Linked DNA regions of Zea mays: region 1 is linked to region 2. Evidence: chromatin contacts called from public Hi-C data. All regions are on one chromosome and are shown on one strand. Each heading gives the region's core, a stretch centred on a gene start, on an enhancer-like site or on the middle of the called end of the contact. The rest is flanking DNA. Distances are from core to core; before and after follow the strand shown.

Evidence for each region. A called contact is a pair of places that touch in the nucleus more often than the background predicts.
Region 1: a Hi-C map of leaf shows a contact between it and region 2, with 6 times the contacts expected there. The contact joins the promoter of LOC541743 here to the promoter of LOC100284180 in region 2. A contact is called at or near these places in 5 of 25 Hi-C or Micro-C datasets (ear, leaf and tassel).

The regions. Positions count from the first base shown.
Region 1 is chr3:207,198,143-207,203,186 of Zm-B73-REFERENCE-NAM-5.0, forward strand. LOC541743 (transcription factor MYB30) reads right to left here and starts at 1,526. Exons shown (of 2, transcript XM_020550488.2): 1 at 728-1,526; 2 at 1-555. The coding sequence starts at 1,008.
Region 2 is chr3:207,048,157-207,053,501 of Zm-B73-REFERENCE-NAM-5.0, forward strand. It overlaps LOC100284180 (40S ribosomal protein S24), which reads left to right and starts at 1,692. Exons shown (of 5, transcript NM_001157076.2): 1 at 1,692-1,874; 2 at 1,982-2,023; 3 at 2,109-2,279. The coding sequence starts at 1,791. TRNAK-CUU (transfer RNA lysine (anticodon CUU)) reads left to right here and starts at 257; the gene lies at 257-329.

The DNA of each region.
Region 1 (5,044 bases), core at 276-2,775, 150 kb after region 2:
CCAACACCGTAAGCGTCGTCGAACAGGCTGCTGCTGGTGGGTTCGGACAGCAGCGTTGTGCCATGCACGTCCGTGGGCCACAGGGCGCAGCTACCTGAGCTGCTGCTAACCGTGGGACTGTTTGTTGTCCCAGTTCCATACGACGAGGACGATGGCGTGGCCGTCGAATTAGCCTCGTCCCCGCCACCACCAGTGGACGGGCCAGCTGTGGCCTGCGATTTCTTCTCGACCAGACCCACGAGCTCGGCGTACAGCTGATCGGACTTGAAGAGGAGCATGTCGTCGTCGACAACGGCAAAGGTCGTATCGAGGTCGGTACTGAAGGCTGGAGGTGTCAGCGGAAGAGAGGGTTCGTCTTGTTGGGCCTGGTGGCTGTCGGCGGCGGCGCTGCTGTCGTCGCCGCTAGCGCTAGGAGGAGCTGGTGGTGGCGGCGGCGGCCTTGCTTCTCCCGTGGACGTGGACGACGCCAAGTACCGCTTCTTGAGCTTGGTGTTCCAGTAGTTCTTGACGTCGTTGTCCGTCCGTCCGGGGAGTCTGGACGCTATCACCGACCACCTGTGACAAGGCCAAGAAAGAGCATATATCGTCAGTCTACATGACACGCATGCATGCAGCTGTTAGCTAGCCATGCATGTATGTTCTGTCTTCTGTGTTTAGCGTTATCCGGCCCGGCCCACAACGACCCCACAGGCCACAGAGAGTGCATGCACGCACGCACGCGTCGTACTTGCTTCCAATCTCGCCGTAGAGAGACAAGATGAGGCTGTCTTCCTCGTCGGTGAAGCCGCCGTGCCGGAGCTCCGGGCGGAGGTAGTTGAGCCAGCGAAGACGGCAGCTCTTACCGCATCGTTTCAGCCCTGAACGACGTACGAGACAATAATCAACCAACACCTCATCGTCAGCGTAACCAGAAGGAAAGGACGACGACGACGCACACAGATCAACCAAACCGAAGCCTTTGACTACAGTGCAGCATGCACCAACCCCGCTGATGTTTGCAGTTCGCATTCACGCGGAAAACGATGGTCGGTGCTTGCTGGTGGTAGAAAGCAAAAACAAAAGAAAAACTAGAAGAAGAAGAAGAAGAAGAAGAAGAAACTGATGAGGCAAGCAATCAAGCTAGTTTCTGTAGTAGCAGCTACTATATGACCTGCTTTCTGCGGCAGGGCGATCCAATTGCCGGCATTGCCGAACCTCTGGACGAAGCTCCTGAGGACGGCGTCCTCCTCCTGCGACCACGGCCCCCGCTTCACCTTCGTCTTGTCGCAACACGGCGACCGCCCCATGGCTCCGGCGCCCCTAGCTCGTCGTGATCGTTCCCCGGCTGGCCCCTTTTTAATTTCCTAGCTAGCTAGCTACCTGGCTTCGCGCCGCTACTTTCACCTGCACGGCCGATCGACCGGCACGAGCTATATTTATGGTGGATGATCCAGTGCGAGAGGGATGGAGCGGAGGCGACAGAATCACGGAATGCAGAGAGGAGGAAGGAGACTGAGGGAGCAGCGAGAGGGATTACTGCAAAAGGTTTGGTCGCGTCTCCCGGGCTTATATCACGGCGCCAACGAATGAGCAGCAGCATGGCAAGTTGACCAAGCCTGCTGCGTGCATGCAAACTGGGTCGCCATCATCGTCTAGTCGTCGTCGACGACATCCACGTTAAATTATACTCCCTGTGTTGCAAAATAAAATTCGTTTTAAAAAAATAATGAATTCATACAATAGTTAATGTATGTGTTTTATATATGTCTAGTTTTAGCATTATTTATTTGAATATAGACATAAAATTAAAGCTAAACGACTACGTTTTTTAAGGCAGAGGAAGCATATGTCTAGAAAACTAGGTAGGGGAAAAATTGAACTGCCAAGCAGCTAATAAATTGCCGTGCTGTGTATTTCATCGGAATTCCGTCGATGCCAATTGCCAACACAACCTGGGCCGCCATTACTTTGTGGCTTATTAGTTTGAACATGTCACGGGCCTGTTTGGTTCGTGGCTAAATGTGCTACACTTTGTCTAAGGTTATTAATTCGAATTGAATAACTAACCTTAGGTAGAAAAGTTAGACAAGATGTAGCAAGTTACAGCGAACCAAACAGGCCATACTATTGCTCTAAATTCTTTTTTTAAAAAAAAAACAACACGCGTCTCGGTGTGGTGTGAACCGTTCTGGCTATCCTGCCGGCCTGCCCCCATTTGTCGTCTCACATCCATTGAGTAAACATATATACGGCTGAAAGGTACAGAACTGCAGAGATAGGCCCGCTTCAACAATGTCCACAGGCCCTTGCTTGTGCGATCTGGCTATCAAGATGATACGCAAATTAATCATGTACCCTTTGCATTGGATATATTCTCAGTACACTTCGTCAAATTAGTTAATTTAAACCTATTTGTGTTGATATGTACCTCACAACAACCGGCGGCGCAGACAGGTGCGTATTCTCGGCGAGGCTCGAGCAATCCATTGGAGCTTAGGGGTTTTGGTTAGCAATTAATAATCTCGTCAACCTGTACCGGCAACAAGGAGTTCTGATCTGATCCTAAATGCACTTTGTCCACTCGTAGAAGCAACCTTTTTCAGTCTCTCTTGTTTGTCGCGGAACTGAATCGCCTTTTGAATTAGTGCTAGTTTCATTAATTGACCGAGCCACTCATTCAAACAAATCGTGCAACTGTGTACGCATGAATGAATGAATGAATCTATGGGTGCGGGATGGATCATGCATATACATATCGTTGACAAATTGACATGGTGGTATACACGGTCCTTGCTTTATCTTCTCGCGATCAGAGGTCTAGGAAAGCCTCAAAGTATCGCACGAGAAGGCACACTCTAAGCTTCGTCTTAAACACCCATTTATAACTATAGGTTTACAATCAAATGGAATCATCACCAAAAACAGAACTGTGATCCTTTGTCTCTTCTTCCTTACGGGAACTTTATTGTCATCCTTCTCAAGAATTTCCTCGTGTGGGTCGTGTAGTAAAACTAGGAGATAACTTTGATGAAAACTTAGTATTGCTATGTATATATTTCATACAAAATTTCCTTAAATGTAGCATCACGAGATTTCATAGTTACATCAACATGCATACCTGAAGCGTCAAATTTTACTCCGGAGACCCTGCTCGCGACCTCCTCAACACCTTCTCATGCCGCATTGCGAAGTTTTCCATCTATTAGGTTGTGGCCAGCAGATCGTATATATGACTGTGTAAAACATTATTTTACACTATAAACTATATAGTTTACAGAGTGAAGTTTAAAATAGATGTGACTGATAAGTCTAGTGGAGATCGCCTTTTTTTAGGGGCTGCCTAGGGTTAACCTTCTCGATTTCTTGGCATTTCTCACCACCGCCTGATTTCAAATTTGAATCATCGGATTTTGTTTTTTTTCTGGCGGCTTTCGCTATTTTCTTGGTAGATTCCGCTGATTATATAATAGGAAGTGTGGTTCGGTTTAGGAAAAGTCAAATTTCTGACAAGATATGTTTGTTAACTATTCAAATAACGCTTTACAATGAATAATAATATAGTCATAAACAATTTGATGTCCAAAATCACATAAAACATACTAATCCAAATAAAAATGCAATTCTAAAGCAAAACAAAGCAATAGAAGGTTACAATAGTGTCATTCAAGTACATATAAAGTTTTTTATAACACAATTATTTCACTTTTACAATGCATAAAAAATATTTTTCACATATTTGATTCATTGGTGAGAAGTTTGTGTGAGGGTTATACGTTTTATGAAATTGGATGGCCAGTGCATATTAATTTATGTATACCTATGTATCTTGTATTTTACAATACCATACATATACAACATACTGAAATGGTATTGAAAGTTTATATTTTTACATGGCCAAACGATCTTTTCGGCCAAAAAGCATCGAAATCTCGTAAAAACACGGTTTATGGTTTTTTATTTTTTTTAATTTTTTTTGAATGGTGAATCGAATTTTTTAAAATTTGCATCGAAAATCAATTTCTGTAGGAGTTCAAGAATGAAAAAACTTCAAAATTCGATGAATTTTATTCAAAATTGCTAAATATGGGACTGTCCCTCTCAGTCCGAAGGTTGAGCAAACATTTAACAACAAGGTGGCAATCAGGATCTAGACATGGAAATCCGGCCTCCTAACGGATGCATGCTGATCACTAAGGGTACCCTTTCCGCCCTTCCAATGCACATATCGATCGTGTGGTAGATTGTGTAAAATAGAGGATACGACATTGTAGATGACACTGTTTGGAGTGAAGTTTGAGATAGAAGATGAGATAGAATAGCTGATGGAGATAGGCTCTGCATGGGGCACTACAAGTGTGTCGACGTGCCTTCTTCCTGTGGCGGGACGTGTCCACAAGCACCCATGGCATGTGCAAGATGGCGTGGAGGATAGTTTGCGCGCCCAAGCTTGTTTGCGGCCGTCTCGGTGTCCCACATATGAGGATTGTTGGGTTTTGCCTTTGCACGGTTGCACCTACGTTGGGAGTAGGGGTGGTAATAGATCATGATCCTAATACTTGCTTCGCAAACCAACAAGGCTCTTAATTTTGTTAGTTCAAAATTATATTGTTTTATGATCCGGTCCTAACTTGATTCAATCCTTAAATTTACTATGCTAAATTAAATGGCCCGTTACAACCTCTAGTTGGGAGTGGCTCAAGCGCACCAATGCAAACACTGCGTGGAGTGTCATGGCCCTTGGCCACCGGCAGAAGATCACCGACACGTGAGCACGGCGTCGCTGCCAGAGACCAGCAAACAACGAATATGTGGTTGCTTTTCCTTTATCTTCTTCTTCTTGCCCCCTTTCTCAAGCCTGTTACAACCCTTTATACTCAAGAGTTTGGGCTGGCCCATCACACACAGACACACCCACTCACACCTTACAGCCCACACGGCTTACGACGACACCGACACGACACCTTCTTTAGACTCTAGCGCTCCATCTTCGGGACTTCAGCATCTGCTTCTCCTGCATACTGTCCCATCACCTCTTCTCTCTCCCCCATGTCATCACCAGTCATGA
Region 2 (5,345 bases), core at 442-2,941:
ATAGCGGCCGAATTTTTTGCATTTTAGTCCTTTCTCGAGAAAAAAATCACGTTTGGACCCTAAAAAATTTTAATGTCATTTTTGGACCCTTTGCTCGGCGCCATAAACTATGGCGCCGAGGTAATACAGCTCGGCGCCATCGCCTATGGCGCCGAGGTACGTGCTGCGTTGGCACAAAACGGACGCCGTGGCGCGGACGTGGCACTGAGCTCGGCGCCAAGATCTATGGCGCCGAGCTCGGTTATATAAACATAAAGTCTGTGTAGCTTAGTTGGTATAGTGTAAGACTCTTAATCTTGTGGTCATGGGTTCAAGCCCCACGGTAGGCATTCAATACTTTTTTGTTTTTGTCACTGATTTTTTTGTCCAGATTATTGTTCCCAGGACTATATAATGATACGTGCGCTGATTTATATTGGAACTAGACATTTTAAAAATCTGTGCCAGCATAGTTACTATTCTGACGAAATTCAAATGTGTGTTATATATAAACTTTCTAGTTCAAAAAGAAGAAACGTTAAATAAATCACATCACCGACACTTCTGGTAGACTTGAAGGAATTAAGATCCAAGCTTTGAAACTGTAATTCTACTGGTGGCTAGTGCCGTTCAACCTTTGCACGATGGTTAAGTGGGAAAAAACGCACGATGGCCTATTTGGAATATAGGATTATTATATAAATCAATACATGAATTTTGTAGTTTCAACAGTTTGATTTTATATAAAAGCACGTGAAAAAAAACTATTCCCATATTCCCGTGTTAGGATTAGGACTCGACATATAGGCCTTTTTTTAACCTTTTCGAATATTGAAAACCAACTCCAAGAAAAATATTTTGTTCACTCAAAATCTTTCAAGCCACGTTGCTAACGTATCCACATAAATATTCGGTTACCCCACATATAGAAATTATTAGGTGCAAATCCCATCTAGAAAAGAGAAAAGGCTGTATGAGAGTAATAATTTCCAGATGCATGTGTATTAGAAGACAAAAGTACTGCAGTTTTATCTTTACTCACGTATAGGAATTATTAGATGCAAATTCAATCTAGAAAAAAAAACTATATGGAATAATATTTCGGCATAAAAATATTGAACGCACGGACAAATCAGCGGCATAAACGAAAAAATCTGAACAATAAAAAAACAAATCAGTGACAAAGACAAAATATTGACTCATGATGGGGCTTAAACACACAACCTTAAGGTTAAAAGCCTTGTGCTCTACCAACTAAGCTAGACAATCTTTGTGGTTATATATTCGAGCTCGGCGCCATAGATCTTAGCGCCGAGCTCGGTGCCACGTCGGCGCCGCGTCAACTGGTGGACGACAACGCGACAGGTAGCTCGGCGCCAAGATCTATGGCGCCGAGATGTGTAAACTCGGCGTCATAGCTCATGGCGCCGAGAAATGGGTCCAAAACTGCATTTAAGTTTTCTGGGGGTCTAATTGGAATTTTTTGACACAAAAAGGACTAAAAAACAAAAAATTCGGACATAGCGGTGGTTGCCTTCAATCAACCCAGCGCAGACGCGGTGGCTAAATAGAAAGAGTGAAAGATGGGCCATTCCAAGCAGTAATGACAAGGATGGCCCGTTTGAAGACGGCCCATCGTACTTCACCAGAAACATCACAACCCGCGTATCCAATCCCACTGCATATATACCCACTTTGCCCACCGCTAGGGTTTTCCTTGCCGCCAGCCAGCCCATTAACCCTCGTTCCTGTCGCGCAGCCACGACCTCCACTTCCACATCTCCCCCGGCGTCGGCGCGGTCAGTTGAACCATGGCGGACTCCAAGGCCACCTCGGCGGTCACCCTCCGCACCCGCAAGTTCATGACCAACCGCCTCCTGGCCCGCAAGCAATTCGTAAGTGGCATCCATCAGACCAACATCTTCCAATCCTTCCGTCGATGCTCCCCGTCTCGTCCCCCATCTCTCACTAAATCTTTGCCTGCCCTCCCTCTGTCTTGCAGGTGCTTGAGGTGATCCACCCCGGCCGCGCCAACGTCTCCAAGGTGAGATCTCGGTCATTGTCCTTTATGCGCGTCTCATGTGGCGGGTACTTCTTGCCTGGATCTTAGGGTTGTTCTCTGTGTGTAGGCGGAGTTGAAGGAGAGGCTTGCCAAGGCGTACGAGGTGAAGGACCCCAACACCATCTTTGTCTTCAAGTTCCGCACCCACTTCGGAGGAGGAAAGTCCACTGGTTTCGGCCTCATCTACGACAACCTCGAGGCTGCCAAGAAGTTCGAGCCGAAATACCGCCTCATCAGGGTATGTTGTCGTCTGGCTCTGTAGCTATGATGCTAAGCGCTTACATATAAAAGTTTGGTAGTTGGACAGTAAAATGCCTGATTACTGATTTAGTACCGCTGGCATCATATGTGTCACTGTTGTTACACTTAACTTTCTTAGTAAACCCTGCTGTTCTGTCAGTTTGTTTTGTGGGAGCATCATTGCACCTCTGAAACTAGGCATTAATTGTGACTAGCACTGCTCTTGGGTATAAGTTTTACTTTCTAGCCCTATTGTTTGCTCATGTTCAGACAAATATTTTTTTTTTGACGAAGGGGCAGAGCCCCCTATTTCGTTAAGAAATAGGATAAGAGTCATTACAAACCAAACGATGAGTTACAACCCATCGACAAAAAGAGCACCTAGTGCTACTAACCCCTTCACACTATCATACTAGATAAGCAAGGATCAGCCACCACTAACAACAATCAAGGTTATTAAAACGACGAAACGTTGAAACGCTCATGGGTGGAGTTTTAACTTTTAAACGGTTTAAACTTTGTTTAAACGTAGTTTTAAACAACATAGAGACATTTCAATATATAATAATTTCAGACAATAACATAAAGTCAAATACCAAACAACCAACATAAGTTCACATAATAATATTGTGCAAAATAAAGTGGAATGCTATGTCCACAACCACAAGCACACATGTGTTACTCAAGCACTCAATAACCATCATCCAAATCATCTAAACCAACATCATCCTTGTCTTGCTCATCACCACGACCACCACTGTTGATGGCTTGCTTGATAATTCCTTTCTTTTGCCGGTTGTTCCAGTGCTGCTGCCTCCTCTAGATGATGACCCAATTACTTCCACAACATCATCATCTTCATTCTCATGTGATTCAACTTCATCAAAGTACTGTCCCTTTGGTCTATCCCTTTTTCCTTCATCCAAAGCTGCCTTCAACTCTCTAGCAATTGCAGTTGTGGTATTGGGACACTTGAGGATATCTTTGTATCCACCCACAAGATGTTTCTTCACCCTCAGAATTCCTCCTTTAATCTGCCTTGGGCAAAGAGCGCATTGGATCAACTCTCGCTTGCCAGGCTCTACATAATAGGCATACTTCCAGCCTGGATCATCAGATTTGGGCTTCCTTTTTGGATCTTTCAGTGGATCATATCCATCACTTTGTATTTGAGAGCCAGTTGCAGATGCTTCTGTGCTAAAATCAGTCATTTCTCCTCCAATCTATTCTGCAATAATGGAATGCATGTTCAGAACACAGCACTTCAATCCTTCAGCAAGTGAGCAACAGGAACAGAAGCAACTGCTATTCTGTTCGGGTGCTGTGCAGTGCTGGAGTAGCCGAGTAGCGACCAGGTCTGAAACGAAGCCTTGCTGTTGCCGGGAACCGGGATCCCAAATGGAAGGGAAACAACAGAGCCTTCGTTGAAATATGTGCTAGACGGAACCAGAAAAATAGAAATGACTGAATGTTTTAACAGTAAAACAAATCAGAGGCTAGAGGAGCAGGCGAGCAGACATCGGCATATACCTGAGCCTGAGGAACAACAGACGTCGGGCGGCCGGCGGACAGGCCCTGCTGTGGCGGGTGGCGGACGTCCCTGTTGTGGGGGCGGCGGATGGGCGGACGCGGACAGGGACGGCGCGGCCTGGCACAGGCGATGGCGGCCTGGACTCCTGGAGGTGCCGCGGCGGCTGCACCGGATGGGCGGACAGGGACAGGGACAGGGACGGCGCGACCTGGAGGCGCCGCGGCGTCTACAGCGAAGTGGCAGACTGGACGGACTGGGCGGAATCCTAATTGGGCTGGCCGCTGGGCCAAATTTTACAGGCGGAAGTAAAACGCCCGAAACGCGGCATTTAACGATATTTTGCGTTTAAACGTCAAAACGTGACGTTTAAACGTCGTAAAACGACGTTTTACACGCAAGTGTTAAACGTTTTAGCGTTTCGGTGTTCTGGCAGCGTTTTATAGTTTAAACGTCGTTTTAATAAGCATGACAACAATCCAGACGAAACCACAGTTTTTAAGCAAAGCTTATTTTTACATAAAAGTGCAGCTACGTAGCTAACAGACCAGCTATAACTAGTTCACCAGAAGGACACCCCAGAAATTGAACGGTAGACAACCACAGAAATGCGCCAAAATCACCCTTCATCCAGAAATGCGGCGGTCTCTCGGACACCACCCAAACGACCTGCACACCACTTCACTTGCTATCTTTCTGATTAGTCGGCTTCCTTGGACCATCTCTTTTTCCTTCTCTCTCTGACGAATAGCCCAAGAATCCAGCCAAAAGCAACAGAGAAATATTATTATAGCAGGATCAAGGAGAATTTTATCACCAAATAACCAATGATTTCTGGTTCTCCAAATAGCCCAAAACACAGCTCCACAACCAAATATCATTAAATTGGAGATTCTGTCTTTAGATTTGTTCAGCCATCTGTCACAAAGTTCCCCAATGCTTTTTGGAATGAAATCAAGATTTAAGGCAATTTGAATCACTCGCCATACAAATCTAGCAATGGAACATTTAAAGAACAAATGTTCAATCGATTCCAGACCACCACAAAAACAGCACTCGCTTGAGCCATGCCAACTTCTTTTTATCAGATTATCTTTTGTAAGAATTTTATTTCTTACCACCAGCCAAATGAAAACTTTGATTTTTTTGTGGTAACTTAGATTTCCACAAGAACCTGTAAGGAACAGTCGCCTGATCAATCGAATTTTTCTTATATAAAGAATTAACAGTAAAACCTTTGTTACCCATACACCATTTCACTCTATCCTCTTGAATTGACAGAGTATAATTAGCACATAAAGCAACTAATTCACCATAAAGTACTTGCAGGTTACCCATTATTCTTCTTCTGAAGGAAAGAGCATCAAAATTTGAGGACAAGACCTATGTTCAGACAAAGATGGCATGTATAAAGCAAACAATAATTCAAAGCAGGAGTACTTAATATAAGCAAACATGAGTTTTACGCATAAAGGGGATACACAAAAGATAGTCATTCATAAATATGAGCCTCAGCGTCATCCTCATACCTTTGGA